2 separate regions of the Mus musculus genome follow, and region 2 is linked to region 1. The links are chromatin contacts, called in public HiChIP or PLAC-seq maps. All regions are on one chromosome and are shown on one strand. Each heading gives the region's core, a stretch centred on a gene start, on an enhancer-like site or on the middle of the called end of the contact. The rest is flanking DNA. Distances are from core to core; before and after follow the strand shown. Region 1 holds the start of Ak7 (adenylate kinase 7). Region 2 holds the start of Tcl1 (T cell lymphoma breakpoint 1).

The links. HiChIP or PLAC-seq counts read pairs in DNA pulled down with a chosen protein or histone mark.
Region 2: an H3K27ac HiChIP or PLAC-seq map of embryonic stem cells shows a contact between it and region 1, with 2.3 times the contacts expected there. The contact joins the promoter of Tcl1 here to the promoter of Ak7 in region 1. A contact is called at or near these places in 1 of 39 promoter capture datasets (hippocampal neurons) and 3 of 115 datasets of contacts at active chromatin or transcription factors (all in embryonic stem cells).

What each region holds. Positions count from the first base shown.
Region 1 is chr12:105,702,194-105,708,238 of GRCm38.p6, reverse strand. Ak7 (adenylate kinase 7) reads right to left here and starts at 2,257. Exons shown (of 18, transcript NM_030187.1): 1 at 1,973-2,257. The coding sequence starts at 2,074. Gskip (GSK3B interacting protein) reads right to left here. Exons shown (of 3, transcript NM_178613.3): 3 at 5,181-6,045.
Region 2 is chr12:105,219,518-105,225,562 of GRCm38.p6, reverse strand. It overlaps Tcl1 (T cell lymphoma breakpoint 1), which reads left to right and starts at 2,826. Exons shown (of 4, transcript NM_009337.3): 1 at 2,826-3,030. The coding sequence starts at 2,911.

The sequences.
Region 1 (6,045 bases), core at 1,008-3,507:
TCAGAAGAGCAGTCAGAGCTCTTAACCGCCGAGCCATCTCTCCAGCCCTAGCCTCAGTTTTTGAATGCTGGCACTACGGGATCGCAGCCCTTTCTTATCCAATGCTGCTCTCTAGGATTTGACGTCATTTACTTTTGCTTACAGCGCTTCCCCTTTGGGACCAACCATACAGCCGCGCTCAGAGGACACAAGGGGCCAGTAGCCGCTCTTACTGAAGCATAAAACAGTGCTAAGATTTAGTTACTTATCTTTAAAGACTCAATCTGTAATGCAAAAACCTCTATCTCAGTCCAGTGTCAATTAAAAAAAAAAAAAACAAACCAACAACCCAATCACCATTATGGAACCAGAACAACCAAGATCATAAGAGAACAAAACAACTGGAAAAAGAAAAGAAAGAAGTCGGGCGTGGTGGTGCACACCTTTAATCCCAGCACTTGGGAGGCAGAGCTGGATTTCTGAGTTCAAGTCCAGCCTGGTCTACAAAAGTGACTTCCAGGACAGCCAGAGCTATACAGATAAACCCTGCCTCGAAAAAAAAAAAAAAAACCCAAACAAACAAACAAAAAACAAAAAAACAAAAAACAACCCCCCCAAACAAAACAAAACAAAAAACCCAAAAAAACAAAAACAAAAACAAAAACAAAAACAAAAAGAAAAAAGAAAAAAGAAAGAAAGAGGAAAAACCAACTCTTCATAAAATGCACGCCCAGCTGTGAAGAGAGCTGCCTCTGGTATCTTCACACCGTTCTCTTCTGTATCCTTACACTCAGAGCGTTGCTTGCTCGGATGAAAGCTTTCTGTCCAGTGGAGAACATGAGCTTCCATTCCCACCCCTTTCTGCCTATCCCAGTGCTACAGTTGTAGAGCCGTCCAGCAGGCCACCACCCCTTGATAATCCACGCCAGAATTTAATTATGCCACAACTGGTCATCTGGTGATTTGCTTTAATGAGTCACTAGGGGGTTTGTTTCCACACTCATTTTTAACCATCTTGGGAGGCAGGAAGCCTGAGTTCTAATCCCCTCTGCTACTTAATTAGCAGTGCAGCGAGGGTGAGGGTACCTCATTACCTTTGACTTCCCACAAGCTGGCAGATTCCTCAACCCAACGGATCCAGAGTCCTCAATGGCAGGGCCTCTGCAGGTGTGTGCTAAGATTTATTTTTATTTTATGTGCATGTGTGTGTGTTTGTGAGGGCGTGTGTGTGTGTGTGTGTGTGCCATGTGCATGCAGTGTGCCGCCAGAAGCCAAAAAAGAGGCATCAGATCATCTTGGACTGGAGTTACAGACAATCTGGACTGCCATATGAGTGCTGGGAATTGAACCTGGGTCTCCAGCCCCTAAAACATGACTGTCTTTGGATGAACAATTTAGAATGACAGCTCCTAGGTTCTCTCTTGGGATCATGTGTGTGTGTGTGTGTGTGTGTGTGTGTGTGTGAGTGTGTGTGTGTGTGTTTACGCTAGAGGTAGAATACTACTTGCTCACTTTCTCCATAGATGATGGGGGTCAGACCTCAGGTCCTCACACTTGTGTCTCAAGTAAGGTCTCCTGCTAAGTCATCTCCATAACTTTCCTGGAAGTAAGGAAGCTTAATGGGACCTGGTCAGAAATTGTGCCTAGCACAAAACAGATGCTTAAAAACGCTAGATGGATGTTTCCTGGATGACATAATGGCGGGACTTACGCGTTGTGTGCTCCAGGTCCCGCCCATAATACCTATGATTTGTGCAAGCCCTTTCCTCTCTTGAGCCTCATTTTCACCATAGCCAAAACACCTGCGTTATTAGGAAGGAACATGGGTCAAGCCTGCTTAGGGACAGGTCCTGGAGGCACTGATGTGCTAGGATTGGAATCTTCTTCCCCCGGGGAGGCTCCTAACAGCCAGTGATGCAGGCCTTTGCTGTGGAGATAGATCAGGGACACACACTGAGGGTTGAGGGCCAGTTTGGCTCGGGTCACCGCTCACCTTTCCTATGTTTCCGCTGCTATAGGTGTCCAGATGGTTTATGAATACCCTCTGTATCTTCAGAACTTTTTCGGTGGTCGCAGGAACTTCCTCTTCAGCCATGGTGGAAGCTGTAGTAGTTGCTAAGGTGAAAGAGTCCTGTCGGTTGCTAAGGAGGAGAGGCTGGGCTTTGGAAGGCTGAAAGGGTCAGGCTCCCTGAGGCGAGGCTCGGACTCTCGGAGGGGTGTGGCTTGCTTTTGGGCGGGGCGTGTCCTGTGGTGAGGGCTCTGGATAGGGTGCAGCTCTGGGGGAGGGTCCGTTGGGGGCGTGGCACGGGTCTGGCCGGGGCGTGTCCTAAAGGGCGGGGCTGATCTCCCTGGAGAACTGTCTAACTGCCTTCGGCACATCTCCTGTAGGACGCTCTGCTTGGGTAAACAATTTCTCTACTGTAAAGAAAAGCAGATGTCACGAGTTTTGGGGTCAAGGACCACAGCGTGAGAGCCCACCACCACAGCCTGTACTGCCCAGTAGCTGCTTGGTGCACAGGGTTCTACTGGCTTAGGGGTTTGACTAGTTTGCTTTCTATTGCTGTGAGAGTACCAGACCAAAACTAACAGGTTGTAGACCCATCATCCAGGGAAGCCAGGGCAGAAGGCATGAACCTGGCTGGAGGCAGGAACGGAAGCAAAGACCTTGGAGGAACGTGGCTTACGGGCTTGCTCGGTCTGCTTTCTTAAGAGAACTCAGGATCAAGGGCAGGATGCTCACGGTGATCTGGGTCTTCTATCAATGAAGAAAATGCCCCATACACATGCCTGTAAGCCATTCTTATGGAGGCATCTTCTCAATTGAGATTTTTCTTCCCAGATTGTCTTTCCTAAGCATTTTCAGATGCCCCCTCCCCCCTTACCACCCTGCCTGGGGATTTGGTGGAGGTGCCTGGAGGGACTTTGTGACCAGGAATTCACACACAATCATGAAGTTTACACTCAGACCGTTTAAGCTCTGGGTCTTCTTTACAAATGAGAATACTCGTGCAGTTGCTGAAATAAACCACCTCTTGCTCGGAGGGTGAAGGAGGTGCCATCAAGCCTTACAACGTGAGTTCCATCCCTCTGTCCCAAAGAGACCGGGCTCCAGCAAGCTGTCCTCTACACATGTGCCCTGGCACACACACCCCTCTTCCACAAATACATTAATGCAATAAACAATGTGTATTTTGTTTTCATCAAAAGTTGTGGTGTGTTATGAAACAACCGGCTTGTTTTGTTGGAAGGGTCCGACTGCACTGAAATAGTTTTAAACACTAACTTGTTAAATCTAAATACATGAACGTATTTTATGCAAATATGCATGCATATATAGAAATTAAATATTTATTTTTATGTGTACGTGTGTTTGCCTGCATGAATGTCTCTGTGTCACATGTTTTCCTGGTGGCATCCAAGACCAAAAGAGACGTTGGATCCCTGGAACTGGAATAACAGAGAGCTATGAGGCACCACTCTCAGGTCTTCTGCAAGAGCAGCCAGTGCTCTTGACTGCTGAGCCATTGTGTGCCTATTGGTTATATTGATTATATTGATTATATTATAGCAACTGCTGTATCATTCCATTAGTTCTTTCCTGTGCATGCATGTTACTACCAACTGTGTGTGGTGCCTTTTATTAAGTACTGCAAAGTCCTAGAAGACCATTCTGCCCCAGTGGCTACTCAAGTTTTTTCATCAGTGCAAGCCTCAGCAATGCTATACCTAATATACCAGGGTGGTGGCAGGGGGAGCTTAGAGGGAGAGTTCCGAAGTCAATGTGGCCCATTCCCAAACTAGTTTCCTCCTCTATTCCTAATATGAACCAAGCAGCAGGTTTTGCCCCTGAACACTGGAGGGAGCACAGGGCATCCTGCATAGAAAGCACTGAGGGTAGTCACAGAGCCAGCAGCTGACTTGCTATGTGGGAAGCGCTTGGGCTCAGCAGAGCAGGAGGGAAGGTGGGCATGTCATTATGGGAGATAAAGCCTCTGCTCTCTTCATGGACACACTCAGAGCAGACAGACTAGCACAAACTTTTCAGCTCACATCCATTTCTTGTCTCTTTTTTTCTGTGTGCTGGGTGTCAATGCAGGGATGTTGCACATCTAAGTATGAGCTCTCCTGAGCTACAACTCCAGGCCTGGATTCTCCCCTTGCATTGCAACGAATACAGAGTTATCTTTGAGGGAACTCACGGAGCTCCAGAAGCTCTGTCGAGGGTGTAGCTAGTTAACAGCACACACTCCAGTTCAAGTGCCCGCCATTAAATTCTGGCTATGTTAAGAGAACTACAAATTAGCTGAAGAAATGGCATTGTTAAATTCTTTTTAGCTGGTCCACTGGGGGTGTACACCTTTAATCCCAGCGCTCGAGAGGCAGAGGTTGGGGGATCTCCCAGTTTGAGACCAGCCTGATCTACAGAGTGAGTTCTAGGACAGCCAGGGCTACCAAGAGAAACCCTGACTAAAAAAACAAAAAACAAGAAACAAAACTCTTTTTAAAAGACTTGTGGAAATAGGCGCCCCCCCCCCCCCCCCCCCCCCGTAGGTCCTGAGCTCCCATCCAGGCTGTCTGGTGTGGAGATAGTACTTTCACTGAGCCATCTTGCCTGCCATGGTCCAACTGTTGACATTTTCTCACATTATCAGCAGAGTCAAACACCTCTCACGTTGTATTTCTGTGCTCCTCCTCCATTTTGGAGCCCCTTTCAAGTGGTCACTGAATAGCTTTCATTATTCCTCCCCTGTGAGTTGTCTAAACTCATCTGCCCACTGCTGTAATCCCACTTTAGGTTTCGCCTGGGCTGACCTCCCGTATCCTCTGTAGCTGAGGATGACAGCCTCGGCTCTTTCTTCACTTCCCAATGCTCAGGCTATGTGTGTGCTCACGCACAACTCTTTTGAAATTGATTTGAGTCAGAGGATTTTTTTTCTTTAGAAGTAAAATCAAGGTTTAATTTATATGGTTAATCTTAAAAACTAGCTTAGCTTAGGATAGAGGTCTGCCTGTGCTCACACGTGTGTGTGTGTGTGTGTGTGTGTGTGTGTGTGTGTACTGATCCCCTTTGTTTTAAGTAATAAAGGAAAGAACAACTCCCTTCTCTCACTTCAACTCAAAATATAACATTGTTGAATTTAAAAAGTGCTGGCACATTTTGATAAGATCTTTGAATCAGCCACTTATCACAAAATAAACCATTTCAGTTTTTAAGCATGACTGCTTTATGCTCAACTCAAAATCAAGTAAATAATTTTATTTAAACTCTACAAACATCATTTTTTAAAATGTTAGCCTGAGATTAAGCACAAGAAAGTTCAACCTGAGGCCGGGCTTCACTGTGCACACTGCAGGCAACCAGACATCACACCAGAAAGAGAGCCTGAGGCCGGGCTTCTCTGTGCACCCCACAGGCAACCAGAAATCACACCAGAAAGAGAGCCTGAGGCTGGGCTTCACTGTGCACACTGCAGGCATCACACCAGACATCACACCAGAAAGAGAGCCTGAGGCTGGGCTTCACTGTGCACACTGCAGGCAACCAGACATCACACCAGAAAGAGAGCCTGAGGCAGGGCTTCACTGTGCACACTGCAGGCATCACACCAGACATCACACCAGAAAGAGAGCCTGAGGCCGGGCTTCACTGTGCACACCGCAGGCAACCAGACATCACACCAGAAAGAGAGCCTGAGGCCGGACTTCACTGTGCACACTGCAGGCAACCAGAAATCACACCAGAAAGAGAGCCTGAGGCCGGACTTCACTGTGCACACCGCAGGCAACCAGACATCACACCAGAAAGAGAGCCTGAGGCCGGACTTCACTGTGCATACTGCAGGCAACCAGAAATCACACCAGAAAGAGAGCCTGAGGCTGGGCTTCACTGTGCACACTGCAGGCATCACACCAGACATCACACCAGAAAGAGAGCCTGAGGCTGGGCTTCACTGTGCACACTGCAGGCAACCAGACATCACACCAGAAAAAGAGTCTTGTAAAGCCAGGGTCAAACACCCAGTGAACTCTCGGTGGCATTGGCAATGCAGAGGGAACTCTACCAAG
Region 2 (6,045 bases), core at 1,577-4,076, 480 kb after region 1:
TAGCGAAGTTTGGTTAGAGCAGCCTTGGTTACCAGGACTTTCCTCTAAGAACAAACGCTTTGTGGATTAGATGTGAGTTGGACCTAAAACAGAGAACTAAACCTGTGCTTAACTCCTGTGTCACAAGGAAATGCAGAAATCTTGGTGCGGTACTAAAGGTGTCATCTCCCTTCTGAAACACCCCCATCCACTACCGCAGCCCACCCTTGACCCTCCTCATCATGCCCAGGTCCTCCTTTTGGCCACTAATTGGAGCCCAAACAAGGAAGATGGTTTCCTTATTCCTGTCTAGAGCGTTCCACATAACGCTCGGTGCAAAAACTTCCATGCTAAAAACTACAGGCTTTCCTGAGGGGATAGCATGGGTTTCCGCCTCTCGACCACGCCCCTTTCCCGTGAAAGGACTTTATTGACAGATCAGAGGAGGAGGAGGAGTTTCCTCTACTCATTCATCTCAGCTGAGGCCAAGCTGATGAAGGACTGACCAAGTTCACAGGTGATAGCAGCGGTCAAGGGGAATGCAGACCTGAGGCAGGATGCAAAGGCCATGTTCAGGGGCCTTGCGGGATGACAGCTTTGTGAATTACAGGTGCTTAACACGTGGGAACTCAAGGACTAGAAAAAGGAAGATTCAAAAGGGAACGGAAAATTCTAAAACTCTGGCTGACTGCAGAGCCTTGAGATAGCTAGATAATTAGCCTGGAGGCTCCTACTGCTTGAGACCACACAATAGCTTTTGTTCCTCGGCCCGCCCCGCCCCCCCCCCTTTGTGGAATTTACATTTTAAAAGTATCAGCGTGGACACCAGACACACACACCCCTGTTCCATTCTTCTGGAACCTTTCTGAATGAAACACCACCTCTCAAGAATGGAGTCTACCCTTGCTCCGAATCAAAAGGCCCTGAGTGCAAACTTACAGAACTATTTTCAGAGTGAGGGGAGAGGGGACCGGAACCCTAGAACCCTCGCCTAGGAAATGGATGCTGCTTTTCCCAACACCACATAGGAAAGCTGAGAGTGTAGGAAGGAAATCAACAGACTTTGTGACATTCTGGCTACTGGCCTGTGCCTGAATTGGACCACCCTGGCTCCTGGAGAACTCTTCCCCTTGCCACAAAAGCTGTGCCCACCAGTACAATTTAAACTGGACTTGGCCAGTGAAAGGCTTGGTGAGTGTAAGTGTCTGCCACCAAGCCAAGGACAACCTGAGTTCAATCCCGGGGTGGGAGAGGATGACTGTCTCCAAGGTGTTGTTCTCTGACCCCAACATGGCCTACACCCCACCCCACCCCCAAATACAAACACAACATAATGAATTCAAAATAAGTAATTATCCCAGCACTTGGGAGGCAGAGGCAGGTGGATTTCTGAGTTCGAGGCCAACCTGGTCTACAGAGTGAGTTCCAGGACAGCCAGGGCTATACAGAGAAACCTTGTCTCCAAATAATAATAATAATAATTATTATTATTATTATTATTATTATCATCTTATTGCTAAGGCTGTGCTCACCCAGAACCTCCACACCAAGCTTATTCCAAAAGTCTTCATTTCTCTGCAGCTCTCTGGGTCTGGCGACAAAGAGCCTATCTACAGGGAAATCAGCCTGAAAGCCTCCAGTCTGAATACTGAAGGCCAAGGTCCCTCAGAGCTGTGCTTGCTGGGTTTCAGTCTTTTCTTTGGTGTTTTTTGGTTTGGTTTGGTTTGGTTTTTCAAGACAGGGTTTCTCTGTGTAGGCCTGGCTGTCCTGGAACTCACTTTGTAGACCAGGCTGGCCTTGAACTCAGAAATCTGCCTGCCTCTGCCTCCCAAGTGCTGTGATTAAAGGCATGTGCCACCACGCCTGGCTTTCTTTGTTTTCTTCTCCCCCCCCCCCCCCCCCAATTAATCTGAACACACCTGGCTGGCCTCAGCCCATCTTGGCACATCTGGCAGATTTGACCAGATGTCCACACCTGATCATTCACTGACCTCCCAAAGACCACCAACGGCTTCCTCCACTGGTCCTCAGTGAGAGGGTGAGAGGGAACGGGCGGGTGAGGCCCAGAACCGCGAGCTGCAGGGCTGTTTGAAGCAACCCGCCTGGAGCTGGGTTTTACATGTTTTCCATTAATTTCTTAATTGCCTTAATGGACACGAGTTACTGTAAAATAAAGAGAGGTTGTTTTTCCTTATTTGTTTACAATGAGACAGTTTTGATTGAGCAACTCAGAGACTTTCCAAACCCATTGATCTTGGGCTGGGAGGGTTTCTTTTTAGGCATGGGTCTGGAATGATGCGTTCACTAAGTCCGAGCACAAAGACAGCAAACCCATGTTTTCAAAAGTAGGTTTCGCAAGGCCACAGCCGCCTCGTCAGAGCCATGGAAAAAGTCATGTGCCAAAGAGGGAGGGGACTGAACTTTGCAAAGGAAACTGGGACACCCAAAAAGGACAGACTGAAGGTGACAGAGAGAACCCGGGAGGAAGATATGTAGATGGACCTCGCAGTGAATGGCCTGCCATCGGGGTGTGGCTTGAGCAGTCACACAAAGTAGCTGACTAGGGGTCTCACCATAAGGGAAGCATAGGGCAGTGTTTCCTGACAGGACCTTTCCTGTGGCCGGGTGTACCTGGAGAAAAACAAGATCTTCTGGGGGCCTTGAAGAACCCTAGGTTTGATGGGGTCAGGTCTGCAAGCCTAGACCTTGCCCCTGTTCCAGAAGTCCACGTTGTTGTCCTGCATACCATCCTTGTGGTTCGCCCCACCCACACTACTCTGCCCCGCCCCGTTCCGCCCTGCCTCGCTCCAGGGGGCACAGGCCCACACCTGGTAGTGATAAATAGACGCGTTTCTCATGCTCACCGTGTAGGAAGCAGTTTTATCACGGACTGGCATTGCAATTTTCTGCTTCTTGCTCTTATCGGATGCCATGGCTACCCAGCGGGCACACAGGGCAGAGACACCTGCACACCCCAACCGCCTGTGGATCTGGGAGAAGCACGTGTACTTGGATGAGTTTCGTCGAAGCTGGCTGCCCGTAGTCATCAAGGTACCAACCGCCATGGGGCTAGCAGGTGGGGCAGCAGGGATATGCCCTGTCTGGGTCTGGGGGATGCTGGTAGCAGGAGACCAGGATACAGAGGGTCCCTTGTGCCTGAAACAGGAGGGCTAGGGAGACCTCAGATGAACGTCGTTTGACTCGGGCCTGTGGGCCTGGAGGAGGGTGGGAGCGCCCCGAGCTCAGTGGACAAGCCCCTCTCCCACGTTGCCTGGTGTGTGTGTGTGTGTGTGAGTGTGTGTGACTATCATTCGGGGTGAAACAAGGCTTTCCTAAACCACAAAATTGGAATATCTTTAAGGTAGCTAGTAGTATCCACTGTCAGTAATACGATTTAACCTCGTTTTGCGTGCGGAAGCCTCGGTATGGGCCTTAATGTTGGTGTTCAAAAGAAATCTCTTCTAGAGGCACCTTCCGGAAAAGTGTTCCACTTGTAAAGCCAAAGAACGCTTTAAAAGCAAACTGCTGAGATTGTGTGTGAAGCGCTAGGACCTGGGAACTGTCTCCACTCCAACCAAGGTGGGGCTTGTGAGCCTCACAGACGCAGATGCAGACATGGGGTGCCGCTAGCAGAGGGTGGAGCTTGCGAGCCTCGCGGACTCGGGGCACCGCTAGCAAACGATGGAGCCACAATTCTGGGCTCTTGAATTTACACTCTTGTTGTCATTTTACAATGCTAAATTTACATATATCTAGTTGGTTTTTCTTTTCTTTTTTTTTTTTTAACGTTAAGTCAGATGTGTGAAGACAACATGGGTGGATATTTCTTTTAAATATCAGGTTAACGGCAAGCTTTTTCACCCAAACCATGAACCAGAGAATAGCCCAGAGCTGTGATAGGCGCTGTCTGATCAGGAGCCTGGTAGCAAACGGCAGGGCAGGGTTTGTTTCCCATGACTGAGGAAGCCAGGGTTTTAAACATGTGAGCGTTCACTTGTATTAATAAGGAAAAGAGAGTAATTGATAACAGCGGTTCGATTATTGACTCATGGGCTGTGAATGGTGGCGCTTACACACCTGGCACCACCATCTGACTTAACAGATTCACCTGATCTCCTCAGGGACTGTTCTCGCCTTGGGGGTGGGGGGGGAACCACACTCGTGTGAGCTCGTGTGAGTGCTTAGTGTAAGGCCCACACACTGGTCTGCTCTGAGGGCTTGCAGGGTACAGTATGGTAGGAGTCCTATTCTTGGGAAGGTGATACAATGGGGAATGGGGTAGCCAGTGCAGTGGCGAGGCTGGCGATGAGTTCTGAGGGGAGAGAAAGTAGACATGGGGTGGGGAGAAACGAGTTGTGCTGTAATGCACAGTGGGAGCAGGGGTCAGCACACTGTGAACTCAGTTTGTGGTTGCGCGTCCTGTTTTTGAGTCGACTTGTTTGGAGTTATAGGTTGCTTCTCTTCCCCTGCACAAACCCAGGGCTCTGTGCCTTACAGACAGAGCCGCAGCCTGGCCCTTTGTCTTTCAGTTTTGAGACTTTGGTCTTAGCTACTTAGCTACCTTAAGCTCCCTTTGTATCCCAGGTAGGCCTTGAACTTGGGATCCTCCTGCCTCAGCTCACTGAGTAGTTAGTACCCAACTGCAGGCCTGTGCCACTTGGCCCCACCAGGTCTTAACCAACCGGGCTATCTTGTCGGATTTGCTTGTATTGGGGGTGGGGCAGGCTTGTTTTGTGTGTTTAGGCTGTGAATTTTTTGGTTTTTGGTTTTTTTTTGTTTTTTTATATCCCAAATTGATGGCTAAAACTCATTTTCGGGAGCTGGCAAGGTGACTGAGAAGGTCCTTGCCACCAAGCCTGACGACCTGAGTTCGATTCCCAGGATACACGTGACAAGAACTGACTCTGCATGATGTCGCATATCCATGCCTATGTGGTATTCTCCCTTGATTTCAGCACTTGGGAGGCAGAGACAGGTGGAGCTCTGTAAGTCTGAGGTCAGCTAGGTCTATAGAGCAAGTTCCAGGCTGTCAAGAATGATCTGGTGAGGCCCTGCTTTAGAACAACAAATCTTAACTCCTGTCCGTTAATGAAACTGCATGTTTCGTCTCTACCCTTAAACGTGGCCTTAGTAATTTTCTTTATAGACCTACATTTGAACAAAGGGCTGCCTTAAAAGGAAGCTAGCTCTTTGTGGATTTGGGGAGGCTTGCTGTACAGACAGTGAGAACCCCACAAACAAGGGATCACATTGTGGCTGAGAGGAAGTGGATGGGGGGGGGTACGGGGGACGGGAGAGGGTGTGAACAGAACAGGGGAGGGAGACAGAAATGCCTTTGTGTAGTCTTTGTGGATTTCTGTGGGCTCTGGACTCCTCTGCCCATGAGGAGAAGGTGTCACGAGTCTAGCAGCCATGAATTTGATAACCCTGGCATCTGAAGACGGTAACTAAGGAGACAGTTGCCATTAGTCCAGATGAGCCATGCCCATGATGGAGAAAATGCCGCCTGTCACCAGATTCTTTTTTTTTGTTTTTTTTTGTTTTTTTTGTTTTTGTTTTCGAGACAGGGTCTCTCTGTATAGCCCTGGCTGTCCTGGAACTCACTTTGTAGACCAGGCTGGCCTCAAACTCAGAAATCCACCTGCCTCTGCCTCCCAAGTGCTGGGATTAAAGGCGTGCGCCACCACGCCCGGCTTCTGTCACCAGATTTAAGTGTTAGAAAGTGGGGGGAGGGGGGCGGTCTCCAGCAAGGGATCACACAATCCAAAGCATTTCAGCAAGACATACAGTTGTATTTGTGCAGGTTTCGTCGCTTGTGCCAGAGGGGTCCTGAGTCCCACACCCGTTGGTCAAGAGTTCAGCCTTACATGACTCAGAGCTGCACTGTTGACAAGCCAAGCACAACTTTGAAAACAGATTGCAACCTTGAATACATACTTAGGTCTTAGAAAAGTTTGGGCTGTCAGAGGGATTTTTGCCCCAGGGCTTCATGCGAACCTCTTTAGAGGTAATGACTCCTTTGTCTCATTTAACCATCTGATAGAAAAGGCAGTGCATTTCATTCTT